Linked DNA regions of Sus scrofa: regions 1 and 2 are each linked to region 3. A link is a contact called in public promoter capture Hi-C data. All regions are on one chromosome and are shown on one strand. Each heading gives the region's core, a stretch centred on a gene start, on an enhancer-like site or on the middle of the called end of the contact. The rest is flanking DNA. Distances are from core to core; before and after follow the strand shown. Region 1 holds the start of C14H12orf49 (UPF0454 protein C12orf49 homolog). Region 2 overlaps C14H12orf49 (UPF0454 protein C12orf49 homolog). Region 3 holds the start of MED13L (mediator of RNA polymerase II transcription subunit 13-like).

What was found. Promoter capture Hi-C pulls out the DNA fragments that hold promoters and counts their contacts.
Region 1: a contact with region 3 is called in a promoter capture Hi-C map of liver, with 4 times the contacts expected there. The contact joins the promoter of C14H12orf49 here to the promoter of MED13L in region 3. A contact is called at or near these places in 1 of 5 promoter capture datasets (liver) and 1 of 47 Hi-C or Micro-C datasets (heart right ventricle).
Region 2: a promoter capture Hi-C map of liver shows a contact between it and region 3, with 7 times the contacts expected there. The contact joins the enhancer-like site here to the promoter of MED13L in region 3. A contact is called at or near these places in 3 of 5 promoter capture datasets (fetal liver, fetal skeletal muscle and liver), 8 of 47 Hi-C or Micro-C datasets (embryonic fibroblasts, fetal skeletal muscle, fibroblasts and 4 more) and 2 of 2 datasets of contacts at active chromatin or transcription factors (alveolar macrophages and skeletal muscle).

The regions. Positions count from the first base shown.
Region 1 is chr14:35,704,569-35,707,268 of Sscrofa11.1, reverse strand. It overlaps C14H12orf49 (UPF0454 protein C12orf49 homolog), which reads right to left and starts at 1,364. Exons shown (of 6, transcript XM_013990355.2): 1 at 1,095-1,364. The coding sequence starts at 1,205. RNFT2 (RING finger and transmembrane domain-containing protein 2) reads left to right here and starts at 1,474. Exons shown (of 11, transcript XM_003132893.6): 1 at 1,474-1,649.
Region 2 is chr14:35,753,999-35,756,698 of Sscrofa11.1, reverse strand. The region is part of intron 4 of C14H12orf49 (UPF0454 protein C12orf49 homolog); the gene reads right to left. Among named protein-coding and RNA genes, the nearest start is that of C14H12orf49, 49 kb to the right of the region's middle. Within about 2 kb of position 1,443, at least 16 of the 83 cell types and tissues checked have an H3K27ac peak or open chromatin away from gene starts, as enhancers often do. A contact at or near this core is called in fetal liver, liver and skeletal muscle, where this site is marked.
Region 3 is chr14:36,060,581-36,063,280 of Sscrofa11.1, reverse strand. It overlaps MED13L (mediator of RNA polymerase II transcription subunit 13-like), which reads right to left and starts at 1,447. Exons shown (of 31, transcript XM_021073127.1): 1 at 1,430-1,447. It overlaps C14H12orf49 (UPF0454 protein C12orf49 homolog), which reads right to left. Exons shown (of 6, transcript XM_013990355.2): 6 at 1,450-1,482. The coding sequence ends at 1,465.

The sequences.
Region 1 (2,700 bases), core at 115-2,614, 360 kb after region 3:
CTAGGCTAGAGCTAATACTTAAACCAACGGTGCTAGAGATCAGCTGGGTTAGGTGGGAGCAAGGCGGAGGAGTGAGTCCTGGCTCACTACAGCACCCATAGGTCCACCAGACAGAAGAGGAACAAGTGACCATGAAACAATGTCTGTGAAGTGGCAGTAAACTCAAGTCCCAGAAGCATTTAGTTCACAAGAATGCCAACAACTCCTGCTAGTCAACAAAAGAGGCTCACAACACTCAGCCTCTCCGTTTGTCTGAGGCAGGAGGTGGGATACAGGTTCTCTGTCTTCCCTTTTCATCGCTCCTCCACCAATCTGCTTAAACTAGCGTAACCTTATCATTTAGCATTTATTCTCCTCCATTCACTGATAAATTTTACTTAGGAACTTGACCCTTGAGAACGAAAAGGGGAACTGTCCTCTAACTCTATCAGAGCAGTAGCATGAATCAAGGTTGTGCTGGATACACCCTGGCATAGGCTCACCCTTTCTAAGAGCCCAAACGCTATAACTGTACTTCTAAACTTAAAATGCTCTTGCTAACACGTCCCTCCAAAGCACCCCGACGTTTCTCCCAAAAATTCTCACAGGGAAGAAAAACGAAAAGGATGAGAAGCGAAAAGAAAATTCTACCTAACCTCATTATGCATAGAAAAGGGCACCTCGTGCTTCCTGTGGAGTCTCCCTGAGCCCCTAGTTAAACGAAAACCGAGTACACCAGGGCTGGCCTCGTAGTTCGGCCCAGGCATCTCACCTTTCTCAGGCTCAGCTTCCCCCGCCGTAACACGGGGACACCACTGCCCAGACCTGCCGTGGAGATGGAGGAAGAAATGCACGCCCCTGTTTAGCTCAGTCCCTGGCAGGTGGGAAGCAGGTAAGCAACCGACAAGGCGACAACAAGCACAGCGTAAGGGTCCACAGCACCGGGTCGAGTCCCAGCTCTGCCCTCAGCCTACCAACGAGAGAGGCAGCTCCCTTCACCCATCCTCAGTCCTGGGACAGGAACGCCCACCTCTCCGGCCCAGCTCAGTGGACACTCAGGCAGCGCTGCCGCAGAGGTAGCTACCCCAACCCGGGGAGAGAGGGCGACCACTGACCTGCTTGAAGGTGCTAGTGAGGAAGTAGACGAGCGAGAGCCCGAAGACCAAGGCGAGCACCCACCTCTTCCTCAGGAGGCGGCGCCACACCATGGCCGCCAGGTTGACCATCCCGGCGCGGAGCGGGGCAGGCCCGGGGCCCGGGCGGCATGGCCCCTACACGGGCGGGAGCCCCATCACTCGAGGCGGGCGCCGATCCCGCGGCCCCCAGCCCAGCCAGCTCCCGGCAGCCACCCCGCGCCTCCCCACGTGACCTCTCCCCACGCCCCGCCTCCGTTCCTCTCGCGTCACCCACCGGTCTCGCTCCGCCTTCTCCTCATTGGTCAATGCAGACAGGCGGCTTCCTATTGGCTGAATCCTAGCAAGGGGGCGGGCAATCGTGTGCGTGAGACCCCTGGAGCTGTGCCCGGTTGTTAGCGCCGGGCGGGGCAACCTGAGAAAGAACCTGAGGAGAGGCCGGAAGCTCTCGGAAGTCAGGTGTTTCCCTGGCGGTGAGAGTGATTGGTTTGGAAGGACGTGAATGATGCTGAGGTGACTGCTGAACTGTCTGGGCAGGTAACAAGAGAACGCTATTTTTTTTTCTCTCCCTGGCATGGTTAGTGTAATCTCATGCCCTTGCAGTCCTAAGGGCGTTTCGCGCTCAACGTTGGTTGCGGTAATAAAAACGCTGGCGGTATTGTACCCGAAGTGCACCTGCCTGCTTCCAACGCAAGTGATGCAGGAGATGTTCTCCTGTGTGCATTTCGGTGCAGTAGTGTAACGGCCCGGGGATGCAACTTAAAACATCTCATACATTGAAAACTCTTGGTTAAATCCTTCTGAGTGCGATGAATGGAGCAGAGGGTGAAAAGGCATTTCATTCGGTCATTCAGATGCATCCCACGTGTAAAAATCTTATTCCAGAATTCAGTATTGGAATAATTAGGTACGGCCTGCTTCCAACAGAAAATCTGAAGCCCCTAAAAAGCACGCATCTGAAAATGGAATCTTGGGTATTTGATTTAGGAAGCTGTGTCAAATTTGTGGCTAGAAATTTGAGATTCTGTATTTTATTTTTCCCAAGGGTTTGCACGAGATGAGGAATCATTAACGGAATGGGTGGGGGGGGGGGATCGTTAAGCCAAGATTGCATGTTCTTGAAAAATATTTACAGGATGAGTTTTCCTTCATGTATGAAGATGGTGCTACTGACCCACTTCGTGGCTGATTTTCCAACAGAGAAAGGAGACTCTCTAATCAGGGGCCCTGGTAATGTCCCCTGAAGAAGGCTGGTTAGGATCAGGTGGTTATTCAACAGTCAAGGATGGTGCCCTGAACTGAGAGTCAGATACCATCTTTTGTTCTTGTACAAGAAAATATTCAAGGAACTGAAACCTGTTCATATAAAGTCTCTGGCCTTTATTTCTTCTATAGGGTGAAAGGTCAGGGAGGGAACAAGGGATAGAAAAAGGTAAGTGAAAGACCCACTGATGTTTTATTCATTGAATACTTGTTGAGTGCTCCTCTGTGCCAGGCAGTGTTCTAGATGCAGAGGTGCAGGGGCAAGCCAGGCAGGTGAATCTTTGCTTTTGTGGTATTTACATTCTCACAGGGGACAGATCATAAA
Region 2 (2,700 bases), core at 194-2,693, 310 kb after region 3:
CCCACGGCATATGGAGGTTCCCAGGCTAGGAATCGAATCGGAGCTGCAGCTGCCTGCCACAGCCACAGCCACAGCCACAGCAATGCTGGATCTTTAACCCATCAAGTGAGGCCAGGGATCATACCCAAACCCTCATGAGCCAGAACAGGAACTCCCCAGATCAGTTCTCACTCTGTTGATTAGATTTAATAGAGAGAATTTGGGGGTAGGGAGAATTATGGTTTTCTAGTCAACTTGTCCTTCTGCATTCTTCAGAAGCTGTTCAAACCCCCTGCTTGAAACTTATAGATGATTTCCCACTGCCCTGGGGTTAAAGCCACAATAACATTCATGGCGCACATGGTCCTGCCTTCTCTTTAGCGTCACTTTATCCCTGTGTCCCCTTGTTCTCTGCATTACACATCACTGACACTCTCCAAGTGTTAGTTTGTGCCACAGGACCTTTGCATATGCTGTCTCCATTGCCTAGACCCCACTTCACAGCTAGTTCACTGAACTGACTCCTGTTTATTCCTCAGATCTCAATTCAGTTGTCTCTTCCTCAGGGCAGCTCTTCCCAGGCCAATCTCTCTATCAGACCCAGAATACTTGAGGGGCCTGTGAGAAAAATGTTTAATTTCTTTTAAGATCAGAAGAACGAAATGATTATAGTCATGACTGCATATTGATAAAGCTAGCCTGGGTTTAAACTAACTCCATTAGAAAATGTAATTTCTTTTAAATTGTTTTTGTTTTTTTTAAGGCTGCACCCATGGCATATGGAAGTTCCCAGGCTAGGGGTTAAATTGGAGCTGCAGCTGCTGGCCTACACCACAGCCACAGCAATGCCAGATCCGAGTCATGTCTGCAAGCTACACCACAGCTCACGGCAACGTCGGATCCTTAACCCACTGAGTGAGGCCAGGGATCGAACCCCCATCCTCATGGATACTAGTTGGATTCTTAACCTGCTGAGCCCAACAGGAACTCCCATAAAATGTGAAAATTTTTTTAATGAGAAAGGGGCCCAGTGAGGCATGAATAATGTGTAGCCCTGGCCTTTTCTGACTTCTCAACCTCCCAGCACCACTAGGTCAGCACTCCCCTTTAAATCCTTCCATGGTACCCTGAACTCTTCCATCAGAGCACTTTCCACAGCTGTTGTTTTACATTTGTCCCTAAACTGCACGCTTGATCAGGGCAGGGACCATATCAGACATGCTCTGTATAGCATTGTGTCCAATCCACCTGCCTACTTTTTAAGCAAGAACACTCACTCCATCTGCTTATAACTGCCTGTCTCACTGGCAGGTCCAAGGGGAGGGGACAGGACGGAAACCAAGAGGAAAGGCTCACAATGGACCTGAGAGAATGGACCATGCCAAACTTCTCCCCTTGGGGAGCAGGGGGGAGGGGACAGCGGAGATGGAGCGTAAACAAACATTTCCTTGTCTGGTAGGTCATTTTGAAATTATGTGCAGGTCAAGCACTTTAGACTCCCGGAAGTCAGAAAATATCTGCTTCCAGAGGCCATTAATGCTCAAGGGCCCCCTGGAGTGAAGGGGGACTTTCATTAGTGGGTCCTGTCCTATACGGGCAGGAAGCGTGCTAAGTGACAGTCCGGAGTGAAACAACGGAGCAAGCAAAAAGCAAGGGGGAGGGGCGCTGATCTCAGAGTTCAGAGAAGAGGGAGGGAAAAAAACAAATATATCCTGAATTCGAGGAACTGGCCAAGTGCGGCTGGAAGCCCTGGGCAAGGTGCTTCGGGGAGAGGGCTGAGAACTCTGACTTTCTTCTTTCAGGGAGGGACTTGGCAAGGGCTGGAAAGTGTCCTTGTTCCTCATTCATCGGGACAGTCTACACTGCCACTGGCACTCTGGCTGACAGAAATGTGTGCAGCTGGTTGGAGGACAGCAGGAGAGCGTTAAGAGAAAGCAGATGAGGCTGCCAGATGTGGGACTTGGTTCTTGACACCTGGCTGCCCTCATTTGTTTCCATTCAGCAAAGATGGCAGGGGCTGTTCAGTCCACTTTCATCGTTGGGGTTGTATCGATGGGTTTGGAGAGGGAAGAGGATAAAGGGGAAGCTTGACTGGCAGCCAAAAGGAAAACTTAACAACACATACACACAACCTCCAATTGGTAGCAAACAGGATGGACGGGTGGCTGCAAGCCAAGACCCTCTGGGGTCACACCGAACTCAGGCTTGGTGGCACAACAGCCGGGCTGCTTCTCTTTGCCGGAATGAGGCAGATTATGGTAAGAGGCATTGTCATTCTTAAAATTCCCCTGTCCTCACAGATCTAAAATTAACAAGACTATTTATAGTGCTGGATATGGATCTGGAACAGAAATATGGATTTATATTATATGAGTAAATAATATAATAAAGAGCCGGTGATCCAATGTATGAACTGCAGTTATCTCTGCCTATGGCAACCGATTGCCAATGCATTTAATAGGTTGTAATTATCAGTAATTATGTCTGTGTCCTCTGTATTCAAGGATGACTGATATTGTCCCTATATGTGGCAAAGAGCACCAAAGAATGAACCATGTAATCATTTACTTTAAAGAGCTTTTTGAGATATCATTCGCATACCATACAATTCAATGGTTTTTGGTATATTCACAGGGTTGTGCAACCATCACCACAATCTAACTTTAGAACACTTCTGTCTCCTCTAAAAGAAACCCTATACCAATAGCAGTTAGTCCTGGG
Region 3 (2,700 bases), core at 198-2,697:
GGCGCGGCTGCCGGGCTGGCAGCGGCCGGGCGAGCGGCCTCAGGCTGCTGTGCGCTGCCCCGCTTGGGCGCCGCGCCCCGCCCCCTCGGGTGCTAGGATCTTTACGCGGCGCTACCTCACCCCCGGAATGCCTGTGGCAGTGGCCGCGGAGAGCTGGGGCCCCTAACCTGTGCCTCTGACGGCCTGGGCGACTGGGTGGTGGGGCTCGCTGTTGGCCAGACAGCATGTCCACGTGTCTCAAGGTTTCACTCTGTCGTCCGTGTTTTGCAAATGAGAAAACTGAAGCACAAAGAGATTAAGTCACTTGCCCACAGCTGGGAAGAGGAGGAGATGGGATTCAAACCCCTGCACCCATGCACAGGGAAGCTAAGCTCTTGCACTAAGGTTTATTACCCTCGCCCAGGAGCGCTTACTGAATACCAGGCACTAAGAAATGCAGAAATGCCTTTTGAACCCTTACTCCTAGGCACTGTGAGCATGCGTTCATTCATTGCATAAATGCTTTCTAATCTCCTGCTTTGTGCCAGAAATTTTTTTTTTTTTTTTTTAACTCCCAGGCACTTTACTAGGGCTGTGTTGGGAGCAGACCTTCCCTCCAGCATTCAATCAGTAACCAACATTTCCAGTATGGGAGTACAGAGGAATGCCACCATAGGGAGGCTCTTTTCCAGCCCTCAAGGCTTGACCTCGATGCAAAGGAGGAGAGAAGATAACTTCTTCATTAACAAGCCCTCGAACGTGGAAGAGCCGTGTAGATTGGACTAAAAGAGAGGAAGAGTGGAAAACAGGAGAAAGATGGAGTGTAACAAAAGGAGAGAAGTGTTAGACATGTGAATTGAGCTTTAGGAACTACTACAAGTAACTGCTAAAGCAAAACCCATGAGCAGCATGTTATAATGTGTACTATCATGGCCAACACTATGTTATAACCCACTGACACTATGTTATAATGAGTGTGCCTACCTTATTTCACATAGTCCTCTGAACAACCACATAAAGAAGATACTGTTATTATCCTTAGACTCTAGGTCAAACCTCAGAAGCACAGTGATATCTCTAAGCTCTCCAGTTAGTGAATGGCTCAAACCCAGGTCTATCTGGCTCCAGAGCCCAAGCCTGTATCCACACGGTTCTGTGGGCAGATGCCTGTAGATTGCTTTGGCAACCCTAGTTGTATTACTTTGATCACCATAGTTTAACTCTCTGAGCCTCATTTCCCAACCTGTCCAAAAGGGGTCCCAGTTGCTGACCCACTGACCTCAGTCCACTGCACATTTCTATTAAGATACTGTTGGTGAAAACGTTTGGAAAAAAGAAATGTCAAAGCACTGTATCGACATGCATGGTGTTACTTGAGCCTGAGCAATCATTGTGATGGTCCATCATATCCAGACATATTTATATCCCAGGAGACCTTCATCCTACACACCTGGTCACCCAGTTCTCATTCTTCAGCAAATCTCTTTAGACTCCCAAAGCAACCTAAGAGGAAAATGAGAAAAGGACATTAATAGTTTAGAGAATAGGAAAGACACATGGCTTTTAAAAATATAAAAAAGATGCTCAGTCTCACTTGCTGCTATTGACAGAATGTATGTGTCCCTCTAAAATTCATATGTTGAAACTTTAATTCCCAGTGTGATGGTATTTGAAGATAGAACCTTGGCAAGTAATTAGGTCACAAGGGTGTAGCCCTCATGATTGGATTAGTGCATGGTGTAAGACAAAACGAAAAGACTTCAAGCCCTCAATTACTCTCTCTCTCCTTCTCTTCTACCCTCTCCCTTTCCCTCTCTCTTGCCACTCCCACCCAGCCCCCTTTGAAGACATAACCAGAGGAGGGTTCTTACCAGGAACTAAATTGGCTAGCACCTTGATTTTGGACTTCCCCACCTCCAGAACTGTGAGAAATAAATTTTCCTTGTTTAGCCACCCAGTCCATGGTAATTTGTTAGAGCAGCCCAACAAGCAGACTAAGACACTCATCATAAGAAAAACAGAAATTAAAATCATAATAAGTATTGACAATATTTTAAAAGCTTAAGCAACTGTGAAGGGAAGTAGAACTCTCACACACTGCCAGAGGGAATATAAATTAGCGCCACAGCTTTGGGCATCAATTTGGAAAACATCAGAATTTATAATGAGCATTCCCTTTGACCCAGCAATGTTACTTTTAGGAGTTTATCCCACAAAGATTCTTGCCCAGGTGTATAACATAGACATGCAGTGCAAAGATGTAAACTATAGTACTGTTTGTTGGACAAACACTGGAAGCAACTTACATGTCCATCATGCGGGGAGTAGTTAACAGTATAATCCAATGCAGCCATTAAAAATAATGAGTTTGCTCTATGTGTACTGACATAGAATAACCTCAAAAAGAAATTATTGATTGAGATATCCCTGGAAGGTTGCATGAAACAATGGTAACATCAGTTGCCTCTGGGGTTGGGGAGTCAAAGTGGGGAGAGAAGTTCCCGTCGTGGCTTAGTGGTTAACGAACCTGACTAGGAACCATGAGGTTGCAGGTTCGATCCCTGGCCTTGCTCAGTGGGTTAAGGATCTGGCGTTGCCGTGAGCTGTGGTCACAGATGTGGCTCAGAACCCGCGTTGCTGTGGCCGTGGCGTAGGCTGGCGGCTACAGCTCCAATTGGACCCCTAGCCTGGGAATCTCCACATGCTATGGGTGCGGCCCTA